Linked DNA regions of Sus scrofa: region 1 is linked to region 2. A link is a contact called in public HiChIP or PLAC-seq data. All regions are on one chromosome and are shown on one strand. Each heading gives the region's core, a stretch centred on a gene start, on an enhancer-like site or on the middle of the called end of the contact. The rest is flanking DNA. Distances are from core to core; before and after follow the strand shown. Region 1 holds the start of OXCT1 (3-oxoacid CoA-transferase 1). Region 2 holds the start of CARD6 (caspase recruitment domain-containing protein 6).

Region 1 (7,325 bases), core at 3,655-6,154, 860 kb after region 2:
CTTCATTTTGAAGCACTTTCAGGGAAACACGACAAAGCATACTGCATTTTATATTTAAATCAATCTTATCTTAATGAAATGGAATGTATACAGGTACCTTGTGGCCTTACAGGTAAATAAATCAGGACACAGAAAGATTGACATTGCCGCTTTTGGTCTCAAAGTTAGATAAACAGAAGTGGGGAGGAGAGACCATATGGAGAGAAGTAAAAAGAACCACCTTAGAAGGAAAGGGCAGTTCACATGCAGGTGGATATCCACAATTACAGACATGCAAGGAAGTGTGGCATCACTGCCAAGAGGAAGTAGTGACATGTGTTAAAATGTTTTAGTCGTCCAGCATTGGACCAATATCTACCAAAGGTGGACCCAGCCACCAATACTGCCAATCACTCACTTATGACAGGAATGAATTGCAAGGCACTCATAGGAGTTGCTGGCACTGGGAAGTTCTCTACAACAATGGCATACTTAGTTTTCAAGGGAACATACATGTTCCAGTCCAACTTTGGAGGGATACTCAGCACACTGAAGGATCACAAATGGAGGAGCAATGCATTCTGCCTAGAGGATCAGAAAGCTTGAAGAGCGTGCCAAGAGTTAAAACACTAATGAGGATGAGGATTCCAGAAAGGGGGCGTTGCCTGAGTAAAGGTTCAGAGATGTGAAAAGGCTGTGTATTCAGGGATGTGCAGATGATGTCCCATGGAGGGAAGTCCATGACGTTCAGGCTGGAAAGGGAGACTATAGCAGGTTGCAAAAGTCTTAAAGACCACACTGAAGAGTTTCAACTTCATCCTTCTATGAGGCAAAGACAGCAAAGCTTTTGAAATGATGTCATAACTCCCATATGAAAGCCTCAATCAGAAAAGTGGCAGGGGAACTCATTCTTTCATTCATTCATCTATTTGTTCAAAAATAGCCATTTGATATCAAATATACTAATTATTGGGGATTGAGAGTTAAACAAAAACCACAAGCATAGTCTCTGTTCTGATAAAGCTTAGACACTTGCAAGGATAATGTCACTATATAATTACAAACTTATTACACATGACACTGGTGATCAATTGAAAGTTGGAGAAAGGAGCAGAAGAGAGAATAGTTCCAAAAGTTCTTTCTTTTTTTTTTTTTTTTTTTTTTTTTTGCTTTTTAGGGCCACACCCATGGCATATGGAAGTTCCCAAGCTAGGGCATCTGCAACCTATACCACAGTTCATGGCAATGCCAGATCCCCAACCCACTGAGAGAGGCCAGGGATCGAACCCACATCCTCATGGATACTAGTCGGATTTGTTTCCACTGTGCCACAATGGGAACTCCCAAGATTTCTAGCTTACTCTATAAATAGATACTGGTGCTGCTTACCATAATGAAAGGAAAATGGGGTGGGGAGCCACTTTATGGCAGGTTAATTTTTGGTCAGAAAGAGCTTTAAGTATTAAGTGACATGCACCAGGAAATTGTACTAGAAGTACTGCAGGTCAGGACAGTCGGGTTGGAGATAGATCTGGAAAAAGATAGTTTCAAGGAAGAGAGGTAAGTAAAATGTCAATGGTAGTTTTATGATTTTTTTTCCAATAATAATTTCCACAGTAAATGGAAAATAGTGTTAAGTGCACCTTCAAATAGTAACAGATGAAGGAAGAAAACTTCAGATAGTCTATTTTAATCTAAGTCATTGCCAGTGGCTGTAATTTTTTTTTTCCTTCTGCCTCTCTGTGGCATATGGAGGTTCCCAGGGGCCTCATTTTTGATCTAAGTTGCAGCGGGGGCAACACCGGATCCTTTACGCACTGCTAGGCCTGGTATATAACCCAGGTCCCAGCAGTGGCCTAGCGGCTGAAGAGATGACTGGAACACTCCTGCGGTGTAGAAGGACTCCAGACTAGCATTTTTAACATCTCCTGGGAAGTTATCAATGTAAAGTAGAAGGCTCCAGGCAGGACCTACTAAATCAGATACTCTGGAGGTGAACACAGAAATGGTAATGCCGCCAAGGAATTCTGATGCAACACTAGTTTGACAGATACGTTTGTCATTTAAAAAAGGAAAAAAAAAAGGAAAGAAAAACCTATCTCATTTTACCTGTTAGTTATATTTAACATTCTCAAGCTTACTATGTAAATTTGCCCACAGGCTTCTCTCATCCACATATGAAATGTGTCTATTCTATGCAGGGTAGAGTGTAATATTGAAAGAGAAAATAAGGCATTCAATACAGTCTCTGCAAATTTCATCTGGTTATGAATGTATATCACATTCAAAAAGTTAAACAAGTACACAGTGTTAACAGTTAAGGAAAGTTAAGAGCTGAGGATTTAAGGGTTTACGTTGTAGTAAGAGCCCTAAGTGCAAAGTGCTGGAGGCACACTGAGAAGCTGGAGTTGTGGAGAACAGTCTGGAGATACCTTAGAAATCTATACATAGAACTTCCATATGACCCCGCAATCCCACTCTTGGGCATCTATCCGGACAAAACTTTACTTAAAAGAGACACATGCACGCGCATGTTCACTGCAGCACTATTCACAATAGCCAGGACATAGAAACAACCCAAATGTCCATGACAGATGATTGGATTTGGAAGATGTGGTATATATACACAATGGAATGCTACTCAGCCATAAAAAGGAACAACATAATGTCATTTGCAGCAACATGGATGGAACTAGAGAATCTCATCCTGAGTGAAATGAGCCAGAAAGACAAAGACAAATACCATATGATATCACTTATAACTGGAATCTAATATCCAGCACAAATGAACATCTCAGAAAAGAAAATCACGGACTTGGAGAAGAGACTTGTGGCTGCCTGATGGGAGGGGGAGGGAGTGGGAGGGATCGGGAGCTTGGGCTTATCAGACACAACTTAGAATAGATTTACAAGGAGATCCTGCTGAATAGCATTGAGAACTTTGTCTAGATACTCATGTTGCAACAGAAGAAAGGGTGGGGGAAAAACTGTAATTGTAATGTATACATGTAAGGATAACCTGACCCCCTTGCTGTACAGTGGGAAAATAAAAAAAAATTATTAAAAAAAAAAAAAAGAAGCTGGAGTTGAACCTTATATCAAACTTGAAAGGGGAGATGAGACAACAGAAACACCCATAGTCTGCAGCTTAGTGTCTGAGAAGAAATTTGTTGGCCTGAGGAATAGTTTAGTAATCTACCTCAGGTGCAAAAATGAGTACATTATATTTAGGCAAATAAGGAACTGCCAAAAGAAGGAATGTTAATGACCTTGGTCCAAAGATATCTCTGTGTCCAGGTTTGCATTAGTTTCAGCACCCACAGCAATCTGCCTTCAGGTCAGAGTTCGCTTTTAACAATGCTTTTTATTTCCTAAACTGTCTGTGATCATCGATATGTTTCCTAAAAGGCATTTAGGAGTAAACTGTTTCAGTTCTAAATCATCCCTTAGCACTTACCTACCAGGCTTAATGGCTCCGCTTTGAGTTCACTGTTCTCAGAGTGGATGTGGGGAAATCAGAAGAGCAGTGGAGCAAGGCAGAAGTTCCCCTGAGTAGGCAAGTGTGGGCAAGTCACGCTTTCAAGCTCAGAACTATCATACAAAACTCATCCAAATAGAGGGTCCCCGTCTGGAGCAGTGGTTAACGAATCCGACTAGGAACCATGAGGTTGCAGGTTCGATCCCTGGCCTTGCTCAGTGGGTTAAGGATCTGGCGTTGCCGTGAGAGCTGTGGTGTAGGTCGCAGGCGCGGCTCGGATCGTAGCAGATTAAACCCCTAGCCTGGGAACCTCCCAAATGCCACGGCAGCGGCCCCAACAACAACAACAAAAAACACCTCATCCAAATAAAAACATTTCCCTTTCAAAAGAAGAGGCTCGCAAGGTGACAGCTGTAGCCAGAGCTCTAATCCAGTTCTCGCCTCCAAGGGCTCCGGTCAGGAACCGCACCCGGACTTGGGCTTAAAGCAGGAACAGACTATGAGCCAAAGAAGAAACAAAAACACGTCAGGCAACCACCTCCGCCTCGGAATACCACTTGTGAAGACTTTGCAATGAAGACGGGGGGGAAAAAAAGGGGTTTCATAAAGGCTTTGAAAACATAAATCCTATAACGCGGATCCCACGTAAGGGCCTTGGGAGAAGGGGTGCCCGCGCCCGAAGCCCGAGCTCAAGCCACCGCCAGACTCGTGGGCGCGGCGGGGTAGAACTCGCGGCGAGTCCGGGTTCCCCTTACAACCTCCGAGGAGCGGCGCTGCCATGCAGGGGAGATGGTGGGCGCGGCGTTCCACCCACTTGGCGGTGTACTCGGGTAGACTGCTGGTTAACCTGACCCTGGGTTCCGGGCCTCTAGAGGCGCCCTTGGACGGAGATCCCCCATTCCCTGCGGCCTCACCCCTCCCCCTCCCTAACCCGGGAGCCCTCCTAGCCGGTACAGGCTTCCCAAGCCCCTTCCCAAGCCCCTTCCCAAGCGCGTGCCCGGGAGGAGGCCAGCAAACCCTGAAAGGTACTGCGGCGCTGCCAGGCGTCCCCCTGTCCCTGCACAGCCTTTTCCGCGCGCTTCTTTGCCTCTTCTCGTTCCTTCGAGGAAGCTGGTGCAGAACCAAGCTGACAAGGCAGGCGGAGGAGCAGCGAGGCAAGGAAGGCGTAGGGCGCTGGGGATACAAGCTCCTAGGCTGGAGAAGGTGGGTGCCGGCAGAGGAGAAAACGCCGGCACCCCTCGGGTTTCGTCCGCGTTCTTCCGGCGCGTGGCCTTGCTCTGCACCCGCACTTTACCTGGGACCAGGCGCCCCCGGAGCGGTAGGCGGAGGCGCAGAGGCGCAGGCGGGAGGAGAGGAGTGTGAGAGCCGCCATGGTCGGGAGGGCGGCGGGCGCAGGCCGGGGTGGGAGCGCCTCTCAGTGTGTCAACTGCTCCGCCGGGGCCGCGTCGCGGGACGGGAGGAGAGAGGAAGGCACGCGAGGGGCGGGCTGGAGGCTCGACTGCGCTCTGATGACGTCCCCAGCAACCGCTCCCAGGCTTATCTAGAAGCGAGGCTGGGAGGCGCCCGCGGCCGGAGCGGGTAGTAGCGAAGGCCCCCAGCACTGCGCTGGCCTATCCTTCACGGGGTCGGGGGTGTTCCAGGCAGCCGCGCTGCGCGCATTTGCTGCTGCAGCCCCTCGGCTTTAAGTAGGTGTGTGTCTTTGCCAAGGTCAAGGATAGGTCCTGGCCTAGCAGTCCAACAGCACAGCGGGGTCTCTCACCAGCTTGTTGCTTTTTTTACGTCAGAGACTGGAACCTGCGTGCAGTACAAAAGTGAACCCTCCCGGGAGGCACACCGCCCCTCACTCCCCCGCCTCGTCAGCGTTGCCGTGTCTTCCATTTCTCAGCCCCCTTTCTCCGAAACTGTCCCTGGCTTGTGTAAAGTAAGTTTGCTCTGCGCACTTGCCGCGAGCTATCCGCCATGAAGTGTGACCAGATAGACCTGGTCAAGATTGTCCCTGGGCAAGAAGGTAAAATTAGGACTGGGCCTCTGAGACCCGATCTTAGCACACCTTCTCCAACCCCTTCAGCCAAGGCTGCATTTTTTAGAATCTTTCTGGCACTGGAGTCCCCCAAACCGAGATTACTCAGCAGGGGCAAATATACAGCTATGTATCCCTTTGACTCCTTAGGCAAGTTTCATAACTTTTCTAAGCCTAAGTGTCCTTATCTGCAAATTAAAATTGCTTATAATACTCAATACTGTCTTAAAGATTACACGAGGTAATTCATGCAAAGTTTCTGGCCCCATTATAAACAAGCAATAAATCTTGGGCATTACAAAAATTTATTCAAGCTGCAGTAGTGCATGACATGGCATATAGTCTCTAAAAGCCATACCTTTAACCAGCTCCTTGATGTGAGTCAAGTCTGATTTCTTGTGAACCATCTATGCACTTAGCAGCTGAGAGGAAGGACCAAGTGGAAAGTCAGCAAATGTTTGATTAAGGGCAGACCATGGCCTGGGAATGTGGCTGTGTTGAACCAAAGCAAAGCAAACAAGAAAATTAAATGAGCTCTTAGCTTTCTTAGTACACTGAAGCAAGGGACAATCACAGTACAGTTAAAAGTCTATCGGTAAAAACACTTGCCCTTCCATGGTATTCTTTTAACTCCAAATTCTTTTTTCCTATGAATACTATAATTTTTTTTTTTTTTTTTTTTTTTGTCCTTTTAGGGCCTGCACCCTCGGCATGTGGAGCTTCCCAGGCTAGGGGTCTAATCGGAGCTGTAGCTGCCCAACTACACCACAGCTCACAGCAACACCAGATCCTTAACTCACTGAGCGAGGCCAGGGATCAAACCCACAACCTCATGGTACTTAGCCAGTTCGTTTCTGCTGTGCCACAACGAGAACTCCTGAATACTATAATTTTAATTAAAGTCATTGAGGGAATAAAATACCAGGTTAGCCTGTCAAATTACTCAGGGAGAAATTCACTTCTTGATGCTCTATAATTTCAACACATTTTGAGATGTTGGCTAGAGGGGAATTTCAGGTATTAGAACTAAAGTCCCATTGCTAGTCCTAAAATAGCATTTAACAGCCACTGTATGGGTCTGACTGTGAAAAAGCTAACTTTCACAATTGGCTCTGCTTTTCCACTTTTGCCCTTCTAGAGGACACATGAAATGAAAAACAGCATTGGCAACTTGGTCCAAGAGTGGTCATATGACTCACTCTTGACTGGTCTCACTCTGTTCCTCCTGGCTGAGGAAAAAACACATTTTAAGTCTTATGCTAAATTCTAAATCTTATGAAAAAAATCAGCCTCATTACTCCATGATTGAAACACACTGTTCTAATTTTTGGTGACTTTACGACTCCATTTTGTACTTTTAAAATAATATATGAATATCTTCAAGAAAGTTCCTGGGTCTGATGATCGTTGTACAACTATAAATGTAATAAAATTCATTGAGTAATTTAAAAAAAGTAAGTTCCTGGGCCAGGGATTGAGCTCATGCCACATCAGCGACCCATGCTGCTGCAGTGCCATACTCTTTTTTTTTTTTTTTTTTTTTTTTTTATCTTTCTCTCATTTTTAGGGCTGTATCTGTGGCATATGTAGGTTCCCAGGCTAGGGGTCCAATCGGAGTTGTAGCCACCAGCCTACACCACAGCCACAGCAACTCGGGATCTGAGCCGAGTCTCTGATCTACACCACAGCTCACGGCAACACCAGGTCCTTACTTAACCCACTGAGCAAGGCCAGGGATTGAACTGCGTCCTCATGGATGCCAGCCAGGTTCATTAACTGCTGAGCCACGACGGGAACTCCCAATGCCATACTCTTAACCCACTGCACCACAAGGGAACTCTGGAGGGA
Region 2 (6,415 bases), core at 2,154-4,653:
TAGCTGACCACCTTAAACTGTACGCACAGTATACAAGCTAGGTGCCAAGCAAGCACTTTTGATACTAGGATGAGTTAAGATCACCTTTCCAAAACAACTCAAACAACCCTTCATGTTTTCACTGGTACTCCAAACCATATCACACATGATTGATAACCACTCCCCAAAGACTAAGATGAATGTCACTAAAATGAATTATGCATCCACTTACTCCCAACATTTTAAACATTCATACTTGTAACGTGAGTGGTGCTTTGTTCATTCCCTATATTTTTCACATCACCTGCCAGTGTCGCTTGCTCAAGTTACCTTGTTAGTGTTTCAAAACAGCCATTTGACAAGTAATTCTGATTTGAAGTTGTACATTCATAAACCAATAGTATATAGTAAATCATAAATACCAAAAGCCTATTAAAAATACCTTGGCACACCAGATAATTTTTTAAAACCAGAACATTTATTGCGTGACTTTGCTGAAATCCTTAAGATGAACTGGATGCCGCAACAGCTGCCCTCTTGGGTTTAGGTGTTGTTCCTTCACGGAATCCATGCCTGCATTGTGTTAGAAACAAAAACCATTACTTCAGCAATGTCAGCACATACATCTTAATTTGTATTTAAAAACACCTTTGAGCTTATCTCAGTTAAATGTTGAAATCAATATTAAATTCATATGTTCAGACATTTATTTTTACAACATCACTGATAAGCTGCAATATTTATTTCCTTCTGCTTCAAAATATTCATTTCAGGGAATGAATCAACTGCAATTGAAAAAAAGAGCAACATATTTGGTTCTATTGATCACTGGGACCAGTATTTCCCCACTGCTTAAGATTCCTCAAAAACGGTGAAAAACGGTTCTTAAGCTATGAATCAGAGCCTACTCTGCTTTAGCCAAGGAAAAGCATGTTTACTGGTAGTCATTTTCTTAACTACTTAACTGTGCTTTACATCTTAACTCGTTTAATATTAACACTTAATGGAGTAAAAATACTGTTACTCCCCTTTGGAGTAACAGGTTAAAGTTGGCTTCAATTCAAGCTCTTAACTTTTTATTAACAGCTGCACCCCTGGGTTAGGGGAATGGGAGCTGCAGCTGGCGGCGTAGGTCACAGCCACACAGGACCTACTGAACTAGGTCAGGATCAAACCTGCACCCTCAGACAACAGTGGGTCCTTAACCTGTTGGGCCATAACAGGAACTCCCTCCTAACTCTTACGCTAAACCAGCAAACCACTGAATTCTTAACCAATAATGCTGTATAATCGTCTTAAGAAGAAACAAAGGTCACCTTGGCACAAACACATATAAGGGTGTTGTGTTTACAAAGCCCCCAACTATCTTGTGATCTTTTAAAATCTGAAAATCTGAAATTAAATGGGAGGTCAGATACTTTGCTAAATATCCTATAGTGTAGAGGATGCCCCCCTTCCCAACAAAGAAAGCACCTCAATTGAGACCTTATACAGATTAACCCCTCAAAAACTACCACTAAAATGCAACTTCTCTATAAGGGTTAGGTTGGAACTGAAATTAAAACACTAAGGCTTGTCTTAAATTAAGACTGTAAAATTTCTTTCTATACACATCCAACAGCAACTATGACACTTTTCTGCAGCAGACTTGCCTAAAGCAGTAAAACGAAAGTTCTCATTTATACACTATTTTCTTGACAAGTTTTGGTAAGGTATGTATGTCGCTATGTAAGCAAACTAATTAACATCATCACACTTTCAGGAACCTAGCTCCAACTATGCTCTAGACATTTGCAGCTCATACATTTACTGAAAGATTAATAAACAGAATCTAGACAACTGATTAAAAGTTATGGTGGCAGAAGAAAAAGCACCTTGCAACACCTCATCCCTATTGACCAGGGTAGTTGAGGGTTGTTATTCAATCACACGGAACTAATGATAAAACATGGAAACTGTACCTGAATCTGCGATATACAATTTTTAGGTGCCTCATTCGACCAGTCCCGGTGGTGTTTCGTCTTTTAGCTTTCGCACTCCAGTTATCTAAAACAAAAACTCATGTTAAAGTTCTAAATGGGTTTTCTCACCATCTTGTAAGCAGTCAATATACTTAAGAATGCCTACCTTGAGTTTTAAACCCATCTGTATACAAATGCAGTTTCCCCAGCTACCAAATAATGTTCCAAGTTATGCCCCGTTTAGGTACAGAACAAGCAAGAGACTATCCTCAACCTCAAAATACATTTTAAGTCTACTAAACTAAAGCATTAACTTACACTTCCTCTTTCGCTTGGCAGGGTAGCCACACTTGCCACAGGTCGACTTCTGGAGATGGTAGGCCTTAGAGCCACAGCGGCGGCACAACGTGTGCGTCTTATTCCGACGCTTTCCAAACGATGACGTTCCCTTCGTCTGCAAATCAAGGGAATAAACGATTCTGAAATCTAGTAATTTCTATACACGGTCTCATGTTTTCAAGTAAAAAAACTACTAAGATTATCTATCTTAGTAGTTGTGATAAGACTATCACAACGGCTGAAACGGAGGGAGCTTCAATTTTCTTAAATGGTATTATCAGAGGTCATTACCTGAGTTCCACATCACCTAAAATCACCCTGCCGTAATTTGCTGTTTTGAAATCTGTTACATTAAAACGGGGGAGGAATAAAGCGAAAGACTAAATGCGGTTTTCCTACCCACCCCTACTCTAGAATCTAAGAGCTCCCGCCTGGGACCACCGCCAAAGATTCTTTTGCTAACAGCTAAACACTCTAAAACTATGCCTCTTCCCTCAGGTCACACTCGAATCGCTGAACTGTGCGGGCTCCCCAAAGGTGAGACAAGAGGCCTTAGAGAAGCTCCAACTCCACGGCTGCAGACTCGGCACCCCCTGACTTCGGAGCCATTCTTCTGACACTCGAGAGCCCCCGCATGCCCCTTTCCGGTCCACTGGTCCCGGTTTTGGGAAACCTTGCCTGCCCCTCCACGGATAGCAGGCAACGGAGTTAGACGGGCAGGATGGAAGCCGATTCCGAGAGCCCTTACATACAACTCACCATCTCGCCTCCGCCACCGTGACCAAAGAGGCCGGAAGAGAAAGCACTTCCGCTATATTTCTCTCAGAAGCTTCCGCCCAGGAGAGTACTTCCGGAAGGACGCGGTGCACCATTTTCAAGCTTCCGTTGCCTCAGTGTGGGTGGGGTCGAGAGGAGGATCCGGAGCCAGGCAAGGCCAATAGAAAGCTAAGCGGGGCGGGGCTTTCAACTTTTTGGGGCTCTGGGGCACGCATCTTCGTGGGACCCGTCTTGTTCTTCAGCTGTGGTTAGGCTGGAACTTCTCTTCCTCCCCTGCAGTTGTTTCCCTCCGGCCTTCGCGTGTTCTTAGAGCTGTGGCTACATCGCGTTTTCCGGCCTCCGGGCGGATGGAGAACCTGCGGAGGGAGCTTGCTCCGCCCCGCGGTTCGCGCGCGGACAGAGTGTTCCCGGCTCCTATGTGGGCGTCTGATGAGACAGAGGACCTGATCTGGGAGAAACCAGCTTCTCTAGGGTTGCTCGTCACTCCGACCCGAAGCTTTTGGCTGATTCCTACTGAGAAGTCGCTAGGGGCACGGAGCTGAGCTCAGAATCTAAAGAGAAAGGCAAATGTTTTTTTCTAGTTGTAATTTAGAGGCGCATGGTTTGGTGGCAGATCTCGTTATGCCAGGGAAATCACACGTGAAACTTGTTGAATATAGTTTCCTAAATGCTAACGTGAGGAAATCTGGTTTAGCAGCTTTGGGTAGGACCTGGACATCTGTGCTTATGGCTCAGCGGATTAAGACTTGACTAGTATCCGTGAGGATACGGGTTAAATCCCTGGCCTTGCTAAGTGGGTTAAGGATCCAGCGTTCCTGAGACCTGTGGTGTAGGTCGCAGATGGAGCTGGGATCTAGCTTGCAGTCATAGTGCCCATTCGATCCCTAATCTGGGAACTTCCATGTGCCCCAGGTGCGGACCTACAAAACCAAACAAAACCAAAAGCAAAAAACCCCAACACTTTATCGTGTTAATGTTGGTGGTTCCCAGACTTCTTTGATAAACGCTAATCCAGTTGTAATCTTCTGGTCTAGGAAAGCCCTCACTCTCACAAAACAATAAAATAGCCAAACATTTAAGAGTTAATAGGAGTTGGGGGAGTTCCCGTCGTGGCGCAGTGGTTAACGAATCCGACTAGGAACCATGAGGTTGCGGGTTCGGTCCCTGCCCTTGCTCAGTGGGTTAACGATCCGGCGTTGCCGTGAGCTGTGGTGTAGGTTGCAGACGCGGCTCGGATCCCGCGTTGCTGTGGCTCTGGTGTAGGCCGGCGGCTACAGCTCTGATTGGACCCCTAGCCTGGGAACCTCCATATGCCGCGGGAGCGGCCCAAAGAAATAGCAAAAAGACAAAAAAAAAAAAAAAAAAAAAAAAAAAAAAAAGTTAATAGGAGTTCCCGTCGTGGCGCAGTGGTTAACGAATCCGACTAGGAACCATGTGGTTGCGGGTTCGATCCCTGGCCTCACTCAGTGGGTTAAGGATCCGGCGTTGCCATAAGCTGTGGTGCATGCTGCAGACACAGCTCGTATCCTGCGTTGCTGTGGCTCTGGCCTAGGCCGGTGGCTACAGCTCCGATTGGACCCCTAGCCTGGGAACCTCCATATGCCACGGGAGCAGCTCAAGAAATGGCAAAAAGAGAAAAAAGAAAAAAAAAAAAAGTTAATAGGAAAAAAAAAGATCCTAAATGTGAGTGCTTTTTAAAGGAAACAACTCATGACCTATCACTTGTGAAATCTTAGCATAAGTAATTGACTACATGCTAACAGAATAAGATGAAGTGCAGGAATTTAAAGTTTTATTTTGACAGGTTAACAGTTGATTAGTGCCTAATAAATACTAGGCTCTTCTAGAAACCGGGAATAGAAACATTAACAGGACAAGGTCCCTATCCTCAAGGAAGTGGTAAATGGCGAGTGGGTGGTTCAGGGGAAGTGCAGCCAGAAGAGAGACAGCCACCGTGTTAGTGCCTGGCCCAAACTGCAAATCAGGGGAGACTTTGGATCAGGTGCTGTGTTCGCTCCCCATTGCCATTCTAACACTTTAGCACAAATCCAAAGGCTTGATAAGATAAATTTAATCAACTAGTATAAAGTTTAAGTTAGACAACATGAATACATTCTGGAGAGCTGCATTACAATATTGTGCCTGTAGTTAACAATACTGTGTGGGCTTATGGACAACAGTCAGCTGGTCTTTAACCTGTAGCCAATGAAGTAATTTTCTTTCTTTGCTTCAACACTTTGCAGTCTTTCCCCTGGGTCATAGAGGTGGAATGCTGCTAACCACTTCCAGTTTGGTTGCTGCCCATTTTGGATTGATTTTGTTTTGTTTTGGTTTGTTTTGTTGTTGTTTTTTTAGGGCCACCAGTGTGGCATATGGAAGTTCCCAGGCTAGTGGTCAAATTGGAGCTATAGCTGCTGCCCTGCGCCACAACCATGGGAATACATGATCTGAGCCTATCTGCGCCAGATCCTTAACCCACTGAGTGAGGCCAGGGATCAAACCCGCATCCTCATGGATCCTAGTCGGGTTTGTTACTGCTGAGCCACTATGGGACCTTCTTTGATTGATTTTTGAATCTGCCTCAGTTCTTATATTTCATAGCCCCTGGTGACTACTTTGACCCCACCCAGACAATTTTCTCTTCTCAGGGTCAGTTGAGATGAGACACCCTTAATTGTCCTTTGCCTTGCGACCTAACATATTCACAGGTTGTGGAGATGAGGACATAGCATCTTTGGGCACAGTTACTATTCTGCCTAGTATAGGTGTCATGATACATGAGATCAGGGTAGACATGTTGAGCCCAAGTTCAAGTGCTTGAGGCAAAATAAGGCCAAACTGGAACATGAGTTTGGAGCAGAAGAAGGTTAATTGCAAGGACTAACCAAGGAGGATGGAGTGACTAATGCTCAAAAGACTTGAGCTCTTCAATGGTTTTGGAGTAAGAGTTTTTAAAGGCAGAATCTAGGTTGAGAGCTGCAGGGTGTGTGATTTTCTCATTGGTTGGTGGTGAGAGAAGAGGGTGGTATTCCAGGAGCCTTCTGCTCAGCCATCTTCCACCTGGTGGGGGCCTCTGTTCCTATAGCAGAACTCAGGCCTTCATCAGGTTATGTATATACATTGGGAAGGAACTAGGACTCTGCTTTATCTCTGCACTATTCTTTCTTCACAGCCTTTCTTTTGTTTCTGCATTCCTCCCTTCCCTAATTAGTAACTGTTTGACTCTACAGTTTAGAACTCAGGGGGGTCAGGAGGCTGAAGCTTTTTTCCTTTGAAGAAAGAAAGGAACATGGAAAGGCTTTTGTGCCCAGGAGGGCCCCACAGGATCCTGCTCAGTTTTAGAAAGGGTAGGATAGGTA

Evidence for each region. HiChIP or PLAC-seq counts read pairs in DNA pulled down with a chosen protein or histone mark.
Region 1: a contact with region 2 is called in an H3K27ac HiChIP or PLAC-seq map of skeletal muscle, with 2.9 times the contacts expected there. The contact joins the promoter of OXCT1 here to the promoter of CARD6 in region 2. A contact is called at or near these places in 2 of 2 datasets of contacts at active chromatin or transcription factors (alveolar macrophages and skeletal muscle).

What each region holds. Positions count from the first base shown.
Region 1 is chr16:26,654,835-26,662,159 of Sscrofa11.1, forward strand. It overlaps OXCT1 (3-oxoacid CoA-transferase 1), which reads right to left and starts at 4,905. Exons shown (of 17, transcript NM_213938.1): 1 at 4,752-4,905. The coding sequence starts at 4,829. LOC106505880 (a long non-coding RNA gene) reads left to right here and starts at 3,961. Exons shown (of 3, transcript XR_001300716.2): 1 at 3,961-4,482.
Region 2 is chr16:25,800,448-25,806,862 of Sscrofa11.1, forward strand. It overlaps CARD6 (caspase recruitment domain-containing protein 6), which reads left to right and starts at 3,404. Exons shown (of 6, transcript XM_021077098.1): 1 at 3,404-3,576. The coding sequence starts at 3,404. It overlaps RPL37 (ribosomal protein L37), which reads right to left and starts at 3,079. Exons shown (of 4, transcript NM_001243603.1): 1 at 3,039-3,079; 2 at 2,259-2,394; 3 at 1,941-2,025; 4 at 436-552. The coding sequence starts at 3,041. The coding sequence ends at 483.